Linked DNA regions of Sus scrofa: regions 1 and 2 are each linked to region 3. The links are chromatin contacts, called in public Hi-C and HiChIP or PLAC-seq maps. All regions are on one chromosome and are shown on one strand. The core of a region is the stretch at or near the end of the contact, and the rest is flanking DNA. Distances in the headings are between cores, read along the strand shown. Region 1 overlaps CUBN (cubilin). Region 2 overlaps CUBN (cubilin). Region 3 holds the start of VIM (vimentin).

Region 1 (2,700 bases), core at 89-2,588, 330 kb before region 3:
ATTTCCACTGGGCCACACCGGGAAGTCCCAGTACTACATTCTTAAATATGAATGAACAGCCAAGGGTGATCACACATTTAGGGAACCATCCAATGTAAAAGGCAGAGACAAATGGAAGTAAATAGGAAAGAGGAACCTAAAGGAAATGGACCCCCAAAGAGCCACTACAAAAAGCTTCGAAATTATGACGAAAATATTCACATATGTAGGTGAAGATATTGAATATATATGATATCGTCTGATAGTCAAAAAATGATGGTGAAATGATAATTACAGGTATGCACGTCCTCAAAAGCATAATCACCCATGCCCACGTCCTTAGGGAGCCACAAGAGCCTGTGCCTCACCGAAAAGAGGAAATTAACCAAGAAGGGGAAATGCACATATCATAAAGCCCAGCCCAGGAGTGGCAGGAAGGGACTTGCAGATTTGATGAGTCTGGGAGCTCTGGACATGGCAGCGGGAATCAGGCTGGCAGCTGATGGGCAAAGGCTCTAGGAAAGCATTGCTAAGGAAAACGAATGGAACCAATAGAGGCGTTTTATTATATAAGGCGGGGGATGTACACCCGGAGTGGAAAGAGTGTGGAAGAATTAGTGACAGATACACAGAAAACCAAAAAAAAAAAAAAAAAAACAACAAAAGTGTAAAAAGGATACAATTATGATTATTTCTCCAAAAAACAAAAGCAAATGCTACAACAGTACACGACCTGGCTTAAGTGGGAGTAGTCCCTATAACCAAAGTAATGCAAACAAAGAATGACAGTTTAAACAGCATCTCTGAGAGTATTTGGGGAGGAAGTTGGGGGTGGCGGTGGGAAGTGAACTGAACACGACCCTGTGTGCATTTGCAGTAATGGTACGGAGGTGTCTGAAGACAGCTAAATCTTTATCTTGCAAAGTTGAAAAAGAAAATCATGGACTTGGAAAATAGACTTGTGGCTGCCTGATGGGAGGGGGCGGAGTGGGAGGGATCGGGAGCTTGGGCTTATCAGACATAACTTAGAATAGATTTACAAGGAGATCCTGCTGAATAGCAATGAGAACTTTGTCTAGATACTCACGTTGCAACAGAACAAAGGGTGGGGGAAAAAAAAGTAATGTATACATGTAAGGATAACTTGATCCCCTTGCTGTACAGTGGGAAAATAAAATAAAATAAAAAAATAAATAGATAATGCTTAAGAGAGAAAAAACAGAGAAAGTGTAGAAGAGGGATATTATTTTGAAATAACAACATAAATACCAAAAGAAGTAGCTGAAAGAGTTCAAAGTGGGTGCCTTTGGCATCTATGATTCAGAGATGGGGAAATGAGAAGTAAGACATGATTCAGAATTTGTGGTTGATGCCGTAAATTTATTTTTTAGTTGAGTTCTGAAACTATGACTTTTCATATTATCCTTCCTGTAGAGCATGAGAATATTCTGCTGCTAAGATTCCAAAGGACTGGAGTTCCCATCATGGCTCAGCGGTTAAAGAAACTGACTAGCATCCATTGAGTATGTGGGTTTGATTCCTGGCCTCTCTCAGTGGGTTAGGGATCCAGTGTTGCCAAGAGCTATGGTGTAGGCCACAGACATGGCTTGGATCCCGTCTTGCTGTGGCTGTGGCTGTGGTATAGGCCGGTGGCGGCTATAGCTCTGATTCAACCCCTAGCCTGGGAACCTCCATGTGCTATGGGTGTGGCCCTAAAAAAAAAGACAAAAAAAAAAAAAAAAAAAAAAGATTGTGAAGGATTATATTTCAGTAGGACCTCAAAGGAAAAAAAAAAAAACCAAAAACTGTTAGCATAGGCATCAAAATTTAGTAATGGCTGTGTAATTCCAAGTATTTTTATATTTTTTTATTTTCTGAACTCTCCAAATAGCATTCAATAGCATCCATTATATTTATAATGAGAGAAATTGATGAAAATTAGTATACAAGTGAATTTCTGTCACTTACAACTACATAATAGTATTCACTGCCCAAGCAAAGATAAGAAAATGCTTTAAAATATGATATAGTATGAATGGTGAATTTTTTTCCCTACTTCATTCTTGTCTCTGTATTATTCATTTAACAATAGGAAAAAAAAGTCCCTTTAAAATCAGCAAGCTTAGTCCCAAATGTTCTGGCTTCTGGATAAAAGACAACATACTGGGTTCCATGATTTCCAATATCTGATAAAAGACAACATTTCAATCCTTCAGATGTTAGAACGAAGGAGTAAAATTTGAAGATTTTTGAGGCTTGAATACGATCATTTTAGGGCAATACAAAGAGAGAGTAATACAGAGATGTTCCATATTTTTTGAATTTCACTCCCCAGCAGGAGACAAGGCAACTGAAAAGAAAAGGAGCTTGTTCTTGAAAAGGATAATGATATTCCTTCTACTAATGATTCCTTCAACAACTGCTGTGTCTATTACGTGCCAGGCACTGGGGATGCAGCAGGGAACAAAACTAAGCACACGTCTCAATGGTGCCCTCCATCCTAGTCGGGGGAGCAGCCGATACACAGACAAACATATATGTGGACTGTCAGCTGGGTGTGCAGTGAAACCAAGAATGCAGGGAGAGGGCCAGACCAGGTGGGGTGGGGTCTATTTCATGCAGGGGCTCAGGGAAGGCCTCATGATCATTGGAGCAGAGCCCAGAGTGAACTGAGGCAGGCACTGGGGAGGAGCATTCCAGACAGATCCCACAGTGCATGGG
Region 2 (2,700 bases), core at 179-2,678, 270 kb before region 3:
TTCATCATGACTGGACACATTCTAAACCCCAGCGACAGCACACACCTCCGTAAGCATAGACACTGAAACAAGCCAAGGTCGCAGATGCAAATGAGGGAGCGGGCAGTACCTCGCAGGGGCGCATCACTGTGACTGCCGTCCAAAATTTCTACAAAGTCCCGGGTACATGTGCTGCTGCTTTCAAGCCCAAAGTGGCTGAAGGAGAGGGTGATATGATTGACTATAAGGAGAAAAGGGGAGACTGTTTAATGACGTTCTGGCAAACGAAACACACAGCGAATAAGATTTTTACCTCGGATGATTCTCCGGCAGCTTCTTCAGCAGGGAAGCAGTGAATGTGGAAGATGGGGGGGAGGGCATGGGGGGCGGAGAGGAGGAAAAGGAACCGGTTCTGGTAAAAGCTTTCCTGTGAAGGGCAACCGAATCGATGGTTTTAAAAATGCCTCTAGGAGCTCCCCTTGTGACACAGCGGAAATGAATCCGACTAGTATCCATGAGGATGCGAATTCGATTCCTGGCCTCTCTCGGTGGGTTAAGGATCTGGCATTGCTGTGAGCTGTGGTGTAGGTCCCAGATGTGGCTTGGATCCAGCATTGCTGTGGCTGTGGCGTATACTGGCAGCTGCAGCTCCGATTCGACCCCTAGCCTAGGAGCTTCCATATGCTGCTGGTGCTGCCCTAAAAAGCAAAAAAAAAAAAAAAAAAACAAAAAACAAAAAACAAAAACAAATAAACAAAAAACAAACCCTGCAGAATCTGAAATGCTGCTACTGGTAAGGTAGAGGACCCTTGGGTAGGCTTATTCCACGGACTCTGGGGAACGTATCAGCCATTGCTCTGTTCCTCTCGGAAGCACTTTTCATAATAGAATAGTTTCCTTAGATTCTGACTCTTTACCTGTGCTTATAAATGCATCCCATCTTTCCCCTGGTGCACGTCTCCTAGCATTCTCGGATTGACTTTAAGGCCAGAACCAGGGGCCTAGAGGTCGAGTCACTATACAGAAAGCTTCGAATAATGTGCAGAACAGTACATGTTGGGGTACCTTTCCCTTTGGTTTTTCTTTGAACCTGTGAGATCTTTCATCTAAACACTTCACCCCTCAGTAGCAATTATCCTTAGGTATAAAACTGCTAGCCTCAAGGCAGGGGTCTTCTTTCTCAGTTCCTGGCTGGCTGGCCACTCTCTCTGGCTAAGGATTTCCTCACCAACCCCCAGATTTACATGCAGGGCAGTAAAGAGAGCCTTTTGGGAATGCTTAACATCCCTAGGAAAAATGTTAGAGAATACTTAACGCCAGATACTTCATTTTTTAGATTAGCTAATGGGGCCTGGTGAGCTTTAGTGACTTGCCTATTATCACAGAGGTCATTCATTTTAGAGCAGAGTCAAGAATGACTCTGAAAGGCAAGAATGTAATGCCTTTCCCACATTATGTCTGCAATCATACATTTTTCCTGAAAACCTCAAGGCAGGGCAGGGCTTATTGGAAACAGGATTCATAATGGACCCAGAATTACCCTTTGCAATCATTTCACTTGTGTCTTGAGGGGTCTCCTCATTTTCTTTGTAAAACGTGGAGTTCCCACGGCGGCACAATGGAAATGAATCCAACTAGGAACCATTGAGGTTGCAGGTTCGATCCCTGGCCTTGCTCAGTGGGCTAAGGATCCGGCGTTGCCATGAACTGTGGTGTAGGTCACAGAGGCGGCTTAGATCCCCCGTTGCTATGGCTGTGGTATAGGCCGGCAGCTACAGCTCCAATTTGACCCCTAGCCTGGGAACCTCCATGTGCCATGGGTGCAGCCCTCAAAAGACAGAAAAGACAAAAAAAAAAAAAAAAAGAAGAAGAAAGAAAAAAAGAAAAAAAAATGTGGACACTAATCTTTACCAGCAGATTATTACCAGATCAGAACAGAAGACTCTAGGATTCTGAAAAGAAAATAGTGGAAGCACTTAGGAAATGTTTCTTCAAGGCCTATGCTGGGATTCTTGAAAACACATGTCTTGGTGGCGAGACCAGGTTTTATAATGAACCTCCGCCTTGGCTGAAGACCCATGGCTCATGGTACTGCATTCCCAACTATGAGTTATTCATTCTCGACTTCATGGTTCTTATTATTCATTTTTTCATTCGGCAACTGCCTTGAGCATCTAATGCACTCAAGGCACAGGCCCCCAAGTGACTACTTTCTCCATTACTTTTGCTTGCCCCAATTTCACGTGTCTGTCATTTCAACAAGGTTACAGGGTTTGGTTTTGTTTGGTTTCCTTGGCTGGGCCTTGAAACTTTTTTTTTTTTTTTTTTGAAAAGGAAAATTAAGAATAAAGAGTAAAAATGATTTCCTCTTAGAATAGGAAATCCTGTTCTCGTGCACATCAGGAACTGAGACTTCCAAAAACAGAAGAGGAAGGCCATCCATTGTTACCATGGAAGAGATAAGGGCCTGAGTCACAGCTGGCTTTTCCCACAGACTCCATGCATCCTGGATTCTTTTTTTATTTTGGTTACTTACACGGAGGCTGAGCTTGGATGATCCAGCTGCAGTTCTGATTGTTTGGGTAGCTGGCAGGGAACCGTGGAGAGGAGATGGTATCGAAGGAGTCGGTGAGGATGTGGCCGCCACAGGCTAAGGGACACACAAGCACACACGTATGTCAGGCACGTTGGATTGCTCCTGGCTCTACTGAGCAATTATGT
Region 3 (2,700 bases), core at 57-2,556:
ACCAACAGGGCACCCTGCCACACCGCACCAGAGCCTTGCCCTCATTTCCCCGTGGTGACTCAGTCAGCAAGCGTCCCCTGACAGCACCAGCGCATTGTCCTGGGATCAGCATTTTAGGTGGGAGGAAGGTCCACCCTCCCTTTCCCCAGAGGGAAACGGCTTTTTCTCATCCGAAGGGTTCCAGGCAAACTCACAATAGTGACATTTGCAGAGCGGAGCTCGCATAAAGGGCTCTCAGAGCATAAGTGGGCCCGCTAGGACGCCACACCCCAGGAATGCGCCTCGGGAGGGACCCGCAGAGCGGGGAGAGAATTAAGGCAATCCACAGCGGGGGAGCGGTACAGCAAGGGGTCCTGCAGCGCGACCTTGGCAGCCCCACCGGCCAGAACGAACTGAAAGGAGGTAAACAAAACACTGCCTAAAAGAGGCTTGTACAAAGAAGTGAAAATAAACCCTTCATTTGGTTCTGAACTATTTTTTCTTAAATGCCAGGCAACCTTCAGGGCCCCCCTTTCCAAAACAAAAACACAAAAGCAGAGGGAAGAATTTTATCTCCCTCCACATCCACCACTGAATCAAGATGTTTCTACTTTTGCAGTGATTTTGGAGTTAATCCGTTCAATACTCAACTCTTCTAAACACTGAAACACCACAACAATAACGACGAAAACCTGTGATTTTTAAATTGCTACGAAATCACTGACAGACTCTCTTCTCTGTTCTGCGCTTTACTCATTCCCAACAAAACCCCTTCAGTTGAGTGATTTACCTAGAAAGATTTTCAGGTTGGAATCTGAACACGCCCTTGTGCCCTGGACCAAAAGTTTTCTCCTTCTGTAGACAGCTTTATCCCCCTCACTCCAAGATGAATTGCAGGAATTCTTCTGGAAAATAGGCTAAGGGACCTGTGACATTTCTCAGACAAGTCACCAGAATCCTGCGCTGTGCATCATGCGTGAACTAAAATGAACACATAAATCTAGTCTCAAACATTCAGTCCCTTGAGTTACATAACTGCCTTTTATTAATCAAATTAAACATTTAAAGCAACATCTACTTAATTCTATAATTGGTGTAGATTATATCTTTAATGTCTCTCACTACAGCAGAAAAAGCAGTGATCACTCAATTGGATTTTGCAACTACAGAGTTTCCTCTTTCACCCAGAAACGTTCAGATCTTGTTAAAAGTCGGGTGCGGTTTTACGGGGGGAGGGGGTGGAGGAAGGCGGAGAGGAGACCGGAGGGGAGGCGGGAGGAAACTTTGCAAGAAAAACCCTCCCCAAGTGCCTTTGTGAGGCCGGAGACCGGCGTTTGGCGGTTACAGAGCCTCCGCGGAAGTTTCTTACTAAAGAGAAGCCAGCATATTGGAGCAAAATCTGGATTGGGCGCGTTCCTAAGAATTTAGGAGCGCTCTAGACTCCAAACCAGCGAACGGCACATAAGAAAGCAGAGCCCAGCTCGAAGTTGGGTAAAACTTAGAACCAACAGTACTCGCACAGTGGCCCGGGGAGACGAAAGTCAATCTCGTCTAACGGTTTTCCTGAACCGCTAGGACTCCTCAACCTCGGTGGCGGGACAGCAGAGCGCAGTGACTCACTGCCAGTGGTGACTCAGCGACCCCACCCATCTCCCCTGGGCTTTCCTTGGCCACTTCCTTGCAGCTCCTTGTCCAAAGCCGGGCCCAGCCGGTTAGGTCCCTGAACAGGAACTCCTACTACAGGAGGACGAGGAAAGTTGGGGCCGGATTGGTCCCGCTGTCCAAGCAGGCGTGCGCAAGGCTGCGCAGAGCCCAGAGCCCTGCGCCCCGGGCTGTGCGCGCCCCCACCTCGCGCTCCAATCTCAGGCCCTCTTTGTTTCTTTCTCCACGCCTTCCGATCTGCTGGATCCCTCACTCCTCTCTTCCGGCTCCTTTACCCGCGGGGCCCCCCCACCCTCGCGCTTCCAGGCGACCGCAGCCAAGGGGCCGCGCGCCCCTCCCACCCGCACGCTTCCTCCTACGCCTCCCTAGCTGGCTGGGTGCCCGGGACCCTTGTGGTTCAGTCTAGGGAGGGCTCCCCCATCACCGCGGGACCCAGCCTTTTTCATCACCCAGAGGTGAGCACACCTCAGGCCATCCTCAGGAAAGCCCCAAAAGTTCCAGTTCAGCCTCCAAGTTACTGGGGGACTGAGCATAGTCCCGGTTGCGGAGGAGGGGGGAGGAGGGAGGCTCCCGGGCTCCCCCGCCCCAAACCCCAGGCCAGCCTTCCCGCCTCTCGCCGGGTCCCCATTGGCTGGCGCACTCCGCCGCCGGGATGGCAGTGGGAGGGAACGCTCCATCCTAAGGCGGTTATAAAAACTGCGCCCTCGGCGGGGTCCCGTCCTCTGCCACTCTTGCTCCGGGGTCCCCGCGCCAGAGACGCAGCAGCGCTCCCTTTGCCCACACCCACCGCTCCCTCGCTCGCCTCTCCTCCCGGAGCCAGTCCGCGCCACCGCAGCCGCCCAGCCCACTGCCACCTCTGCAGCCATGTCCACCAGGACCGTGTCCTCGTCCTCCTACCGCAGAATGTTCGGCGGCCCTGGCACCGCTAGCCGGCCGAGCTCCAGCCGGAGCTACGTGACCACGTCCACCCGTACCTACAGCCTGGGCAGCGCGCTGCGTCCCAGCACCAGCCGCAGCCTCTACACCTCGTCCCCGGGCGGCGTGTACGCCACGCGCTCC

Evidence for each region. Hi-C and Micro-C count contacts between places; a contact is called where the count stands out from the background. HiChIP or PLAC-seq counts read pairs in DNA pulled down with a chosen protein or histone mark.
Region 1: a contact with region 3 is called in an H3K27ac HiChIP or PLAC-seq map of alveolar macrophages. The contact joins the enhancer-like site here to the promoter of VIM in region 3. A contact is called at or near these places in 1 of 5 promoter capture datasets (fetal liver), 3 of 47 Hi-C or Micro-C datasets (embryonic fibroblasts, fibroblasts and heart right ventricle) and 2 of 2 datasets of contacts at active chromatin or transcription factors (alveolar macrophages and skeletal muscle).
Region 2: a contact with region 3 is called in a Hi-C map of embryonic fibroblasts, with 2.3 times the contacts expected there. The contact joins the enhancer-like site here to the promoter of VIM in region 3. A contact is called at or near these places in 1 of 5 promoter capture datasets (fetal skeletal muscle), 4 of 47 Hi-C or Micro-C datasets (embryonic fibroblasts, heart right ventricle, skeletal muscle and 1 more) and 2 of 2 datasets of contacts at active chromatin or transcription factors (alveolar macrophages and skeletal muscle).

The regions. Positions count from the first base shown.
Region 1 is chr10:43,188,788-43,191,487 of Sscrofa11.1, forward strand. The region is part of intron 49 of CUBN (cubilin); the gene reads right to left. Among named protein-coding and RNA genes, the nearest start is that of CUBN, 220 kb to the right of the region's middle. Within about 2 kb of position 1,339, at least 4 of the 83 cell types and tissues checked have an H3K27ac peak or open chromatin away from gene starts, as enhancers often do. A contact at or near this core is called in alveolar macrophages and embryonic fibroblasts, where this site is marked.
Region 2 is chr10:43,242,228-43,244,927 of Sscrofa11.1, forward strand. It overlaps CUBN (cubilin), which reads right to left. Exons shown (of 68, transcript XM_021064811.1): 34 at 2,516-2,629; 35 at 110-220. Among named protein-coding and RNA genes, the nearest start is that of CUBN, 170 kb to the right of the region's middle. Within about 2 kb of position 1,429, at least 10 of the 83 cell types and tissues checked have an H3K27ac peak or open chromatin away from gene starts, as enhancers often do. A contact at or near this core is called in embryonic fibroblasts and skeletal muscle, where this site is marked.
Region 3 is chr10:43,515,135-43,517,834 of Sscrofa11.1, forward strand. VIM (vimentin) reads left to right here and starts at 1,307. Exons shown (of 8, transcript XM_005668107.3): 1 at 1,307-2,700. The coding sequence starts at 2,506.